Regions from separate parts of the Gossypium hirsutum genome. Here regions 1 and 2 are each linked to region 3. The links are chromatin contacts, called in public Hi-C maps. All regions are on one chromosome and are shown on one strand. Each heading gives the region's core, a stretch centred on a gene start, on an enhancer-like site or on the middle of the called end of the contact. The rest is flanking DNA. Distances are from core to core; before and after follow the strand shown.

Region 1 (4,829 bases), core at 1,645-4,144, 600 kb after region 3:
CCATGTAACACTTCAAACAAGCCACTAAATCAAAGCTTTAACAATTCTTATTCCTTATGGTTCCTTGGGTCAAGCCTCATGTTATATGTGAATATTTTTTCCCCAGGGCCTATGCTAGTGCTATAAACAATAATAACATCAATTAATTGTGAAAATATAAGCTTGAAGTCTTTGGGTTTGCAAAATAATTGAAGAACCACGGAACATCAATTCTAAAACAAGTGCAGGTATGCAAGGTAAAGTTAATAACGTCCATAATATGATTTCTTCATACTCGACCCTCCTCACTCACCATGGAGGTGAGGACCACTACCCAGTACCCCCTAAAGAATATGCATGCTCCATTATGCCATATTCAACACAGTTTACCTCTATTATAGCATCTTGCCACCTTCCATTTCTGCAAAGACAGCAGGCTAGCTCATAGTAGACACTGGCCGTTCCAATTAGTCCCCTCCGTTCCATATCCTGGACCGCTTCCACAGCTTCATTAATCTTTCCTTCCTCCCAAAAAGCTATGACAAGGACTGGAAAGCCACAGATCAAGCAGTCTATTGAGTCAGGAAAAAGAGAACATCTTTCCAACAGAAACACAACACAAACACATGTGCTAAAGATAGCGATAAGAAAATTGATTACCTTTGTAAGTAAGTGCTCTTGGAGCTTCTCCGCTTCTTTTCATTTTTCTAAAAAACTCATGGACCAAATCATACTTCCCAGATTGCAACATTACCTTTCAATAAGCACCTCCTGTAAGACTCGAATAGAAATATAACTTGAGGAAAAACAATATTTGCAGTAGATATACAGTCCTTCGATCAGAGCATGAAGCATATTTCCACTAAGGTCGTAAGGTGGGTATGACAAATCAAAAACTAAGATTCTGGACTCCCATGCTTCTAATTACACAAAATATTAGTGGCAGATAAACAAATTCCTCTGCCAACACACTGAAAGATAGAGTACTGTCCTTGACAGGACATTTCTAAAATTTAAGCTTCGTTGGAAACAAATAGACAATTCCCACTTTAATGCATTTAGACCACTGCCTGACATCTAAAGCTTTGAAAGCTGAGGCAATCAGCATTTTTCAGAAGGAAAAATAACTCAAAAAAGATAACACATGAACTTAACACACACAGTGGCATTCAAATGACCATGTTGCCGGCACAAAACAATTGCTTTTATCGCTTAGGACCAAAAGTAAGATGCCTGAACCATAGCACAAGTGCACATATCATGGATTATAAGTACCTCCATTGCAAGCCCATATGTCGCTCCACTAGGTCTCAAACCACTCTTTCTAAGCTGTTCAAACACCCAGGAAACACCCTTCCACTGATGCAGTGGGACACAAGCATTCAGAACCTGAAGCATTTTGCAAGAGAATTATTTTATGGACCAAAAGATGTCAGAGAATGCCAAAAGTAAAAATCCTCACATACAGCATTATATACAACCAGATCAGGTTCAAGCACTGGATCCCAGTTCTTGCGTCGCATATTTTTAATTCTTTTAGAAGGTTTCTGTCTCATGCACTCGATTATGTTCAGCAATTCCTTCAAAAGACCAGCTTGCCCCAATGTAACAGCAATACTGTGATATGCAGCTAAATCGGGATATATAAGGCAGTCTCCCTAAAAAAGTCAAGACTAGGTATTGAGCCAGCATATCATAATTAGGCAAAAGGATCACCCGCTGCATAAAATAAAATAGTGAAAGTGAATACTAACAAGCATCAGCTTGAAAATCTGAAGAGCTTCCTGGGGTCGCCTCGCCTTCCCAAGAACTGACAACAGTTTTGTGTAAACAAACCTACAAGAAGCTTCAATAAGTTCATATATTGTACAATCTTATGACCTCATATCCAACACCAAACTACCTAATTGTCTAATTACTTTACTTCCAACTAACATTGGTAAGCCGAAAAAGAAATAATCACAAATTTTAAATAAAAAAAATTTGCAAATTGATTGAAATGAATGCAAAGGGAAGAAGCATCACCTGCTTTTGAAATCTTTACGCTCCTTATTGCCATACAGCCATTGGACAATGGCCATTGCCTGCCTCCATTTCCCGTTCTTTCCAAGTCCTTCAACAATCCTAAGTAACTGCCACTCTGTAAATTGCAACCCTGATTGCTTCATTATCCTTACAAATTTCCAATGCCTTTCCGTTATCTCCCTCTCACTTAACCTGGAATTATAATGAAAAAAAAAAGTGAAAAATACAGGAAATTGATGATAAAAGAAAATGAAAGCACAAAAAACCGAAACCTGTCAACAAGGAATCGAATTGCTTCTTTCTCGTTACGCCAACGTTTTGAAGGGCCCAAGTCCTGCATTTGCTTTTCAGTGGGTAACAGACAATCATCGTCTTCCACGTCAACATCATCCTCCAGGACCCAACGGAGATCCTCTTCGAACATTTCTTTGAGTTCTTTAAGGTTCTGTCTCTTCAAGCTCTCCCCGTGGAACTCTTCGTCTTCTGAAACGAGGTCCCGGAGTTTGGGTCCCTCGATTCTCTCCCATGGTTTTCCCGCCAAGGAAGGACTCTGGCACTCCCTTTTGGGTTGAGAGCTTTCGAGAAGCGTCTGTACTCGCGTTTTAGGGTTAAAAAGTGAGACGCTTCAGCCAAAGACTGGAGTTCGGAAGCGGAGAGGGATGGGGTTTCAGGCTGGGGTTGTTTAGTTTTGCGGTTATGTTTGAGAATTTCCCTTTTCCTGAGAGTTCTAACAATTTTGGGAGTAGGGTAAACGCCTTTCCGGAGAAGCCTCCGTTTGATGTTTTCAGTGTTAGGTTCGAAGTGGGGAGGCGGGAGCTTAGGAGATGGGACTATTGAAGCGTCCATATTGCTTCCACCGGAGTTTGTACCATTATCCTTCTAACATTTCACCTACATGAAATATCTCAAAATTTTAAAATATAACTTTAGAGAAGCTGACAAAATAGTCACTCAAATTTTAATTCAATCACTCAAATTTCAATTCAGTCACTGAACTTTCAAAAAATAATAAAACGGTCACTACTAACCACTTTCCGTTATGTTGTAACGGTGCTATCATTTTCCGTTATTCACTTAACAGAAAAGCTATTTTCCATCCCTCTCTCATCCCCCTCCTTCTTCCCCACCATCCCTCCCCCTATCACAAGCACCTTTATTTTTTTGCAGACTTCCCCACCATTGCCCTCTCCCCTTCTCCTCTCTATTCCTTCTTCACCATCATTTCTCTAACCCTCAACAAAGTTTCCATGTCCAAAGGAATGAGCCATTTTGTCCTTGTCATCTAGTCAAATGCTCTGGCTTCTCTCATTCTTCTTCCAGCAGCTTTTTTCTTCACAAGGTTCTCATCTATCTATCAATTAAATCAATGGATGAGCAATTAATGGTATTATTTCTATTTTGGGACTTCTTTGCAAGAAAAAGCAGCCACCAATTACTTTATCTTTTTTGTGCAAAATTTTCTGTTTAAGCATTGCTGGATATGTAATTAAATCTAAAAATAGTTCAATAATTCCTTTATTGGTGAAAAAATTGGGTTATAAAACTGGGCTTTTTGCAGGATCACTTTGATGCAAAACTGTGTAATCATTGGTGTAAGATACAGCTCTCCAACCCTTGCTTCTGCTCTAGCCAACTTAATCCCAGCTTTCACTTTCTTGCTTGCTGTTATCTTCAGGTTCGTCTCTACTGCTATGCCATTTATTTTTGTAGTATAAGGCATAATTAGCTGTCTTTAATATTTGCTACTATGCCAATACTTTCTCCATGAATTCAACCGCATTTACACCGATCTCTTTCTACCATGTTAACAACATCTAACAATTGGCTCATTGGTGGCCTCTTCATCGCTACTGCCTCTTTGTCACTTTCAACAAAAATCATTGGTCAGGTAATTTAATATGCTATTTCATAATCCACGATGCTTGGCTACTTCAAATTGATACTTTCCCTACTAAATTTGAAGGCTGCAGTTCTGAAAGGGTATCCATTAGAGATAATGTTGGTTTCCTTCTATTGCCTCTTTGGGTCCATTCAATCTGCATTGGTTACTTTGATTTTGAAAGAGACCCAAACGCTTGGATGTTGAGTCTTGATATCGAGCTTATTTCTGTGATCTACTCAGTAAGCAAACTGCAACTCCCCATGTTAGCTTTGTCATTTAGGCAAATCGAAGCTTTGTAATTGAGACCAATTTCATTTCAGGCTTTATTTGGAAATGTGGTAACATTCAGCGTGCAAGCATGATGCATATGGCATAAAGGTTCGGTCTTTGTGGCCACACTCTTGCTGTCTTCTTGGGGTTCATTTTCCTTGGGAATAATGGTGAAGAAGGAATAGGGGGAAGAGAGGGAGAGGGCAATGGTGGGGAGGTCTGCAAAAAAATGAAGGGGTTTGTGATAGGGGATGGATGCTGCGGAAGAAGGAGGGGGATGGAAAATGGCCTTTCTGTTAAGTGAATAACGGAAAAGGATAGCACCATTACAGACATAACGAAAAACAGTTAGTATGACCGTTTTGTTATTTTTTGAAAGTTCAGTGACTGAATTGAAACTTGACTGTTTTGTCAGCTACCCTAAAGTTGAGTAACTGTTGGTGTAATTTACCCTTTTTTTTATCCTCTGCGTCTGCGTGTGCTCCAAATTTTACAAGTTTTAAATCCAATTTTTATTTACAATATTTATTTAATAAATTATAACGTATTTTTATGTAAATTTGAAAAAAAAATTAAAATTGTTTTAAAAATATTTAATTTTAAAATTTCTAATTTTTAAGAAATACTTTTATTTTTTAAAAATATGTAACCATTTTTAACTTATTTTCAAAAT
Region 2 (4,798 bases), core at 1,449-3,948, 550 kb before region 3:
AAACTACACATACATCGTTTTTAAATATTTCACCAAGTTTCACCAAAATTCATAAAAAAAGAATTCTTTAATAAAGACAATATTCTGTGTTTTGAAAATTCGAGAGATCGTGCTCTAACGTACTGGATTTCGATTTGTCTCGTTTGATTCAAAAGACCGAATAACCTTTTAAAATTAAAACGCATGAGTTTTGGAAAAGACAAGTTCATTCTAAAGGTTTTAAAATGTTGTGTCTTAACGTGTTGGATGTGACATTTTATTACTTCGGGACAAGAAGGTTTTTAACATTCGTTTCGATTTACTCAAGCAAACTCTTCGTACAAAAATCAACATAAAAAAAGAGAGGATCGTATTTTTAATTCTTTTCGATTTTTTTTCAAATTTCGACATTAAGACATCAATTAATCAATTAGGTACCAATTTTGGGCGTTATGAGGGTGCTATCTCTTCCTCGTACGTAACCGACTCCCGAACTCATTTTTTCAAATTTCGTAGACCAAAATCACTGTTTTAATAAAACAAAACATTTTATTAAAATAATCAAATTACGAGGTGATCCGATCAAACCTAAACAAAAAAGATTGGCGGCGACTCCCGTCTTTCCTTTTCATTTTCAAAATCAAAGTCGACCAATTTTTTCAAAAAAATGGTTTCGACAACTTGTATGAAGAGGGTAAAGAGCACAATAATAGCATAGCCTGATCTTCATTGTCAATATGAACCTCAACATTCTTTAAATCTTTTAAAAGAGTAATGAATTGACTGATGTGATCTCTAAGAAGCTCACCTTCATTCATGCGAAACGTAAATAGATGTTGTTTCAACACTAAACGGTTAGCCAGAGACTTAGTTGCATAAAGAGTTTCTGACTTTTTCCACAAGGCGGATGAGGTTTTCTCCATCAATACCTCCTGCATTACCATATTCGTGAGGCACAACTGGATTGCAGACAAGGCCTTTTTATCAAGCTCATCCCATTCTGTTTGATTTAGATTCTCAAGCTTTTTCCCGGTAACAACATTTTTCAAGCCGGTTTGAACTAGAATTGCCATCATCCGAACTTGCCACAAACTGAAATTTGTCTTACCATTGAATTTATCAATTTCAAACCTTGTTGCTGCCATATCTGAATGGACTAATCTATGAAAATTAAACTAGCTCTGATACCACTTGTTAGGATCGACCCGATTAAGCAACAAGTAAAAAAATAGCGGAATAAATTGAGAAATTGAACACACAAATTTAATGTGGAAAAACTCCTCCCAAGAGGATAAAAAATCACGGACAAAGATAATTTTACTATAATGACAAAAGAATGAAGAGTACAAAAAATGGAGATAAAAACTAAACCCCGAAAACCCTAAAATAAAGAACCTTCAAAACGTAAACACAAAATTCTGTAAATGTGTTATGAGTTATAATATCTAATGGGTGTCTTTTCTAAGGTTGTAAAAGAACCTATTTATAGGCTAAATTCATAAGTCAAATAATAATAAAATAATCTAAACTAATCAATGTTTGATTGAAACAAATAAACAGAGTTTAATTAGAAGATTATTTCTCAATTTTGACTAAAACATGAGTCATACTTAACATAATCTCTTTGTTGTAAGTGTTATTTGAAGGGGTAAACGATTGGTCATAAAATATGTTCAATTTCTATAAGCAAAAATTGAACCCCCAACCATATAATTAAGGGATGAAGGTCAACAGCTATCACGCAACACTTTATAGTTAGGATAAGTTTTTATTAGTGTATTTTTATAATTTTCTAAGAGGGTCCTAATTCCTCTTAAAATATGAAAACTGTAGTAGGTAGAGTGGTACTAGTAAGTGTGGTGGTCGGCGGCACCGGTGCCAGGACATTTGTTTCACAATGAATTCATGAATCATGCTAAAAGCTTGGTAAGGTTTTCAAAGAAAAAAATGGATTTATTTAAGGAGTTTGGTTGGCCTTATCGATCAAATCAGTGAGACTTCCCACCGATTAAATTGATGATATTAAATAAATATTTAATAAGATAAATACTTGTTAAGGGATTAAAAAATAAAAACAAAAGTTTTTTTGGTGGAAATTTTTAAAGTGTTATTTTCATTAGATAAAATTTAAAAAAAGGAATTCTATTCATACTGATTTGACATGCCCTGAATAATTTCATGGTATAATATTATAGACATAATTTTGCATGAAATAAAAAATTGCATGGGAATAGTGAAGTTAATGGAGACAGAATTTCCAGAGAGAATGATTTGGTTTGAAAAGAGAGTGGGAGAGTATTTTGTTTGGAGATGGAGAGATGCCCCATCTCCCATCTTTATTGATTGTAGCAATGATGAGAAAATCCACCCAAAAAAAAAAAAACAAAAGCACTAAGAGAGACCAAATTAAGTTAAAAGTTTTAGTAGAAATAGTGGATTGGCATTTTGCAATTTGCATGGACTGACTAAACAAAGATGATGATGCCCTCTGGTGTTGAGCTGCGATCACCAGATTTTGCTTTTCCTTTCACTGTCTGTGACCAAGTAATTTGTCATAAATTGAATTGACCCCATTTTGGCTTTTGGGTAGCAACCAGGAAGGAAAGGAAGCCCCTTTCTTTTCTTTTCTTTTCTTTGTCTGCTTCTAATTGGCTTCTCATCACATTAACCTTTTCATTATTACATTAGGAAGTATTTGGCTTCTTAATTACCTACCTCTTAATGTCTCGATCAACTCCACCCCCCCTACTTCTCACCCTATATGGACCATTTTGCCCTCTCAACGGGGACATCGCGTGATTGATTAATAGTCAAATCTTCTATGTAAGTTATAGATTTACTATACTTACTTTAATTTCATCAATTTTAATTTATATATATTTTTAAATCGGTCAATTTTAATTAGAGTTAGATTTTTAATTCTAAAATTTCAATCAAATATAAATGATAAATATTAAATCTATTAACTAAAGTTTTTTATAAGTAATATGTGAAAATAATTAGTTAACATAACTTTACATATGCGATAATATATTTGATACATCAAATTTTTAAAAATAACATAATGAATTAAATAGTTACCATTTAATGAAGATTAAGATTTTAAATATTTAAAAGTACAAAAACTAAAAATAATCAAATTAAAATATAAACCCTAAATCTATAACTTATACCAAGTATAACATCTAATAGTAAAATTGACCTTAATTAATCTCATAGTAGAAAAAATAACGATTTTTGGTAGTAGAGTTTTAAGACTCAGAAATCATCTTGCCAACATCATGTTATCCATTAGCTTTGGCGATCTCTGGCTCGCTCAACGGTGGCACCCATAAATTCCTTATAAATATTAGTGTAGAGGCCTAGAATAAGGCAGTTAGTATGTATCGTTTTTATTTTGGTATTGGTATGTATTAATATTAGTTTTTTTTAATGTATTATTTTGAATTTATTGATATTTTTTAGTAGTTTTCGCATTGTTATGAAATAAATAAAAAAGAGAGTAAAGAATAAGAAATAAGAGAGCAAAAGAGAACAAATTTTTATTGGTCAATAGGGATATTTATAATATTTCTCCAAAGTCTATATTTATAGACATAGGAAGTATAAATGAAAAAAATACTCTACTTCTAATGACTATTATAGTTCTAAACTACATTAAACTTATCTTGATGGACATCTATTTAATAATAAAATATTTATAACACTTCCCTTTAGACGTTCATTGGTAGATGATAAGCTTCGATAAAATCTTACTAAAATAAAAATCCTGTGGAAAAAAATAAATCTCAGTGAAGAAAAAATAGTACACTTATCATAACACGTATAACATGGCGTCTCATTAAAAACCTTATCAGAAAAACTCAGTGGGACAAACCTTAGTTAAGTGAAAATGCATATTTACTCCCCATCATGACAACATCACATGATACCTCAAATTCTACGTATTGCATGCTAGCTTTTCAAATGATCACTTGAGCAAATTCGCTAAACATTTATATCATTATTCTTTGGTAGTCATGAGTGAGGAAGACTTTTGGGAAAATATATTTTGATTTTTTTTTGGAGTTCCAACAACAATTAGAGCAAATTTTGATCATGATCCTTTTATATATTGAGCATGTTGGATCATTTTATAATATTCTTTCAACTATTATTCACTAAGTCAAATTTACCACATATGTTCAAATCAATTTAATTCATATAAATTTTTATTCAAACATATCGAATAATTTCTTGAGAATTTCTATATGCTTCCAACATTCTAAATCCTTCAAGGATTTTAATATAAACTTCCACTATATAGTGGTTCACATAAAAATTGTAACAACAATAATAAGACACACGTCAAAGGTTTCATAAACTACCAAACTTAATAATATAGCAAAGGTTATTGTATCCACCACAAAAAAATATTCTACCTTTTCATAATTTGTACCTCACTAGCTTTACACCTTTAGATGCTTGGACTATTGATCCACAAACTTCACAATTGTAATCCTACTTGAATTGCATATTTTTATTTTCGGCCAATATATTCCATGTCTATATTTTTTTGATAAATTTATTCAATATTCTCATTTTCTTTCATTATCTCAACAATAACATTGTATGCAAAACTGTTGCGACTACTTTCTATTTTCTACATTTCCATATTTTATTGTATTGACATAACTTATTGAGATTTTTTTATTTTTATTTTCATCATTCTTCACATTCAGATACTTGAATATCTTCTAGAGTTTGAATAATTAATTATGTCTTGGTTTTTTTCTAGGAGCACTCACCTTCACTATATTACAATCTTGATTTACTATTT
Region 3 (4,270 bases), core at 1,585-4,084:
ATGAAGTAAATGCTCAATAAACCACCAAATGAACACAACATAGAAGTAATCAATATCAACTAAAATGAGAAAAAAAAAATGAGAAAGTTTCACTAAGAACTCTTCTTCTTTGACCTCGAATAAAAACTGAGGTACCATCTCACTAACTTCTTCAACCCTGCCTCCAAATCAGTCGCCGGCTTGTAACCGAGCTCCATCATTGCTAAGGTAATATTGGCGTGTGTAAACTCCACATCCCCATTTCTTGGTAATGGCACTACTTTCTTCTTAGCTTTCACCTTTAAAATCTTCTCCAATATACTAACCAACGTACTCACAGGTACAGGCGAAGTATTCCCCAAATTAAAAATCCTCAATTGTGCAGGCCCTCTTTTCTTTCCCCCACTCCCTGTACTCTTCTTTGCCGTATCCAATGCTCCCAAACACCCTTTCACTATATCATCGATATAGGTAAAATCTCTAGCCACACTACCCTTATCTGGTGATTCATATACAGTGATAGTTTTACCTTTCATTATATCTTTAGTGAAAAATAAATATGCCATATCGAGCCGACCCCAGGGACCATAAACCGTGAAGAATCGCAATCCAGTTAATGAAAGTCCATAAATATGATTATAAGTATGCGCAATTTCCTCACCAGCTTTCTTTGTAGCAGCATATAAACTAGCAGGTTGATCAGTTCTATCTTTCTCTGAAAATAGGACCTTAGAATTCAAGCCGTATACCGAACTTGAAGATGCCCAGATAATTGCCGGTTGAAGGTTGGCCGATTTCGACACTCCAGTAAGTTCACAAATCCAGCAATGTTACTATGAACATAAGATCCTGGGTTTTGCATAGCGTAACGAACACCTGCCTGAGCTGCTAAATGCATTACGTGAGTAAACAAAACGGCATCGAACAGTTGCTCGAGAAGACCCTTGTCGTTGATGTCGCCTTCGACGACAAAAACCCAAGCTTTTTCGAGGATCTTCTGGCGAGCCCTTTTCAGGGTTGGATCATAGTAATGGTTAAAGTTGTCAAGGCCAAGGACACCGTCTCCACGGCGTTTAAGAGCGAGGGAAACATGGGTTCCGACGAAACCGGCGGCGCCGGTCACAAGGACGGTGTTACCGGTGGTAGAGCGAGGACGGGCAGATTTGCGGATTAGTTTGTGGGAAAGAGAGAGTGGGGTGCGGTGGGACCCAGTAGATAGGTGGCGGCGCAACGATGGTTTGGAAGAAGGGGAGTAAAGTAGGAGGAGGAAGATAAGGAGGACGGAAAGGAAAAGGGTGGAATAAAGGGTTAGCTTGGAAAGAGAGGAAGATGCGGCGGAGGAGTTGAAACGGAAAGCTTTGTCGGGTTTGTATTTGCCAGGAGTGGATGGAATGTTGTCAAGGTGTGACATTTGGAACAATATAAGATGGGATTTAGGATTAGGGTTCAGATTTTTAGTGGTGACGGCGGTGGCGGCGACAGCGGAGAAAGAGGAGGAAGAAAAAAAAGGAAGGTTTGGCTTTTTTTTATACAAATAACCTTAAAAAAAATTAATTAACAAAATGACTTAAGGAAAAAATTATTTAAGGAAATAACCTATTTTGAACAATGTAATTTAGCGTCCTCGATTGGTTAGATGGCACCATCTACTTTTCAGTTAGCATCTTTAACTAATCATTTGGTTTTAAAGAAAATAAAAATTTTGATATCATGATTGTGTCAAGTGCCATTTATATATTTTTAAAATATGAGTGAAAATAATATTTGTAGCATCAATCATTTAAAAAAAATATTTGTATTTTTAAATATACATGAGAAAATATAAAAAAAAATATTTTATGGATGCAATCGGTATATTAGGTGGCATCAGTGAAAATTAAAAAATAAGTAACATAAAAAGAAAAAAAGCAGAAAGAATTTTAGTAGTTTATTTTTCTGTTTCACTTTTTTTTTAATTTTTATTAGTGCCACTTGGCACACGAATGCCACCTATAAAATAATAGTATTTTTTGTATTCTCTTTTGGTGTAAATTCGAAAATACAAATATCAATTTTTAAATTTATATATTTGAAATGTTATTTAGACATGACAAATAATTGCAAATTTAATTTTGTTTGGTAAAAAGAAATTGAAAGTAGATATTGGGTTTTAAAAAACATTATTTATGTTATTAATTGATAGTTATAATTGTAATATATAGGTATTTGAATAGTTAAGGTACAAGTCTTGTTATATATAATTGTTTAAGCTCCTAGTTTTATTTTATGTGAGTTTTACTTTGATGGATTGATTTTAGTCTAAATTATTAGGATTCTTAGTTTATTTGTGTTATATATTAATTTGATTTTACTTTATAGTTTATTAGGCATGTATTTGTAATTATATTATAATTGTATTGAATTTATATTGTAAACTCTAAAAAAGTCAAGAATGCTCTCTCTTAGTCTCTTAGATAAATAGCGCTGCCTGTGGATGGGTCTGAGTAAAGTGGTGACTTTAAAGGGAATGGAGAAGGATGATATCTCTCTCTTGAAGGAGGAACTGATTCAGTCGTCCGTTAAAAGCTTGCTGGTAGTTCCAGGTGAAAAACCGACGTTGTTATGCATTGTGTGGATTAAAAAATCTCACAATCCAGATAGTTTTCAAGCTTAATTAAAAAGTATTTGGCAGACTAAGAAGAAATTTGAGATATAGGTTACAAGATAAATTTTGTTTTAAATTTCATTTGAAGATGAAGAGGATCTGGAGTTGACTTTGGAGGGACAATCATGGCTTTTTTTATGGCAATTGATTATTTTTGATAAATTATTGGAATCGATGGAACGAAGCAAAATAGATTAGTGGCGTCTCTTTTTTGGGTCAAAGGGGGTCCTTGTCCCTCAGAGTGTGATTGAAAGGATCTTATGCAAGCAATTGGATCCACCTCTAGGGGAGTGCTTAGATCGAAAGTCAAAGGTGATTTTTATAGGATTAAATTGTAGATGAATGTGCAAACACCTTTAAGAAGGGGATTTTTATTCTAACTGAGTCGCAATAGAGAATTTGGGTCCATGAAAATTTGCATGGAGTTTACTTTAGGTGTGGACAGATGGGGCATAGTATTAACGAGTGTATCAAGGTTACACTAAAGGTTAAAGACCTACCCGAGGATGAGTTACCATATTCGCTGGCTCTTAAGGCAAAATTAAATTTCTTGGGTAGAAAGAGTTTAAAGCTAAAATCCGTTGCGAGGAAATCAATGAAGCAATGGTCGTATACTAGAGCAGATGAAGAAAATGTGGCGGCACAATAAAATTAGTGAGGTCAGTCCATTCTCTAGGAGTGGAGGCAAACGTCAAATCGACGAAAATGAGAGCTGTGGTGGAGTTTGAGTTTGACTCGAAAACTATTAGTGTGAGGAGAGATTTCAGGAATGGCTTGGTTGATAAGGATTGTGAAACTGATAAAATCTTTCCAAGACTTTGATTGGGAAAATATGGATCATGATGAATCTCTTAATGAGATAGGGCACAATATGAAAGTGGATGAGGTCTAATCTGAGGTCATGCGTTCATGGAAAAAGAAAAAAGACATGAGAGGAAATTGACGAGTAGGGGAATTTTTCCAAGCATTGAGAATGGAAAAAGAGCGAAAATTGTTGAGAAAGACTCAGATGATTTAATGACTATCGTTACAGAAAGGAATTCTTCGAAGTAAGATTTAGCTTCACTTTATCAGGGATCGACGGCTGCCAAGAGCCAAGCCAACCAGGCGTAATGAAAATCATATGTTGGAATGTCCATGGTTTAAGGGGTCCATAGGCAGTGCATCGTCTTCAACATGTGCTGAAGCAATTCAGTCTCCAAATCGTCTTTTTCATGGAGACAAAACTTGATGGGAGAAAGGTAGAAAGGGTAAGAAAATGTTGTGGTTTTATTAATAGGATAGACATAAGGGCTAAGGGAACTAAAAGGAGCATGGAAGGAAAAGACGTCCATTGATTTGAGATGTTATGCATCAAAATTTATTGATGTGGTGGTTAGAAGCTGTGAAAAGGATTGGCACTTCACAGGTTTTTATAATTCCCAGTTTGCAAGTCAAATGAGTAATTCATGGAATGATCTTAAAAGGCTAGGGTTGAATACTGATCTCTCGTGGCTTGTTTGTGGAGGCCTTAATAAAATTATGTACGCTTTTGAGAAGAACGAGGGTTTGCCTAGGGAAGAAATGAAAATGGAGTTGTTTAGAGAAACATTGGAGGATTGTCAACTTTTTGATAAAGGGTACTCGAGGCCATGATTTACTTCGGAG

What was found. Hi-C and Micro-C count contacts between places; a contact is called where the count stands out from the background.
Region 1: a Hi-C map of leaf shows a contact between it and region 3, with 1.7 times the contacts expected there. The contact joins the promoter of LOC107899277 here to the promoter of LOC121209907 in region 3. A contact is called at or near these places in 2 of 34 Hi-C or Micro-C datasets (both in leaf).
Region 2: a Hi-C map of leaf shows a contact between it and region 3, with 2.0 times the contacts expected there. The contact joins the enhancer-like site here to the promoter of LOC121209907 in region 3.

Annotation. Positions count from the first base shown.
Region 1 is chrA11:62,106,266-62,111,094 of Gossypium_hirsutum_v2.1, forward strand. LOC107899277 (pentatricopeptide repeat-containing protein At5g67570, chloroplastic-like) reads right to left here and starts at 2,895. Exons shown (of 10, transcript XM_016824949.2): 1 at 2,553-2,895; 2 at 2,277-2,550; 3 at 2,005-2,196; 4 at 1,734-1,815; 5 at 1,446-1,637; 6 at 1,255-1,368; 7 at 640-733; 8 at 370-527. The coding sequence starts at 2,850. LOC107899286 (a long non-coding RNA gene) reads left to right here and starts at 2,969. Exons shown (of 4, transcript XR_005905090.1): 1 at 2,969-3,388; 2 at 3,563-3,679; 3 at 3,893-4,125; 4 at 4,207-4,680.
Region 2 is chrA11:60,954,828-60,959,625 of Gossypium_hirsutum_v2.1, forward strand. No RefSeq gene overlaps it. Among protein-coding and RNA genes, the nearest start is that of LOC107899132, 13 kb to the left of the region's middle. Within about 2 kb of position 2,699, at least 2 of the 9 cell types and tissues checked have an H3K27ac peak or open chromatin away from gene starts, as enhancers often do. A contact at or near this core is called in leaf, where this site is marked.
Region 3 is chrA11:61,501,953-61,506,222 of Gossypium_hirsutum_v2.1, forward strand. It overlaps LOC121209907, which reads left to right and starts at 2,835. Exons shown (of 3, transcript XR_005905088.1): 1 at 2,835-4,270. It also overlaps the pseudogene LOC107893133.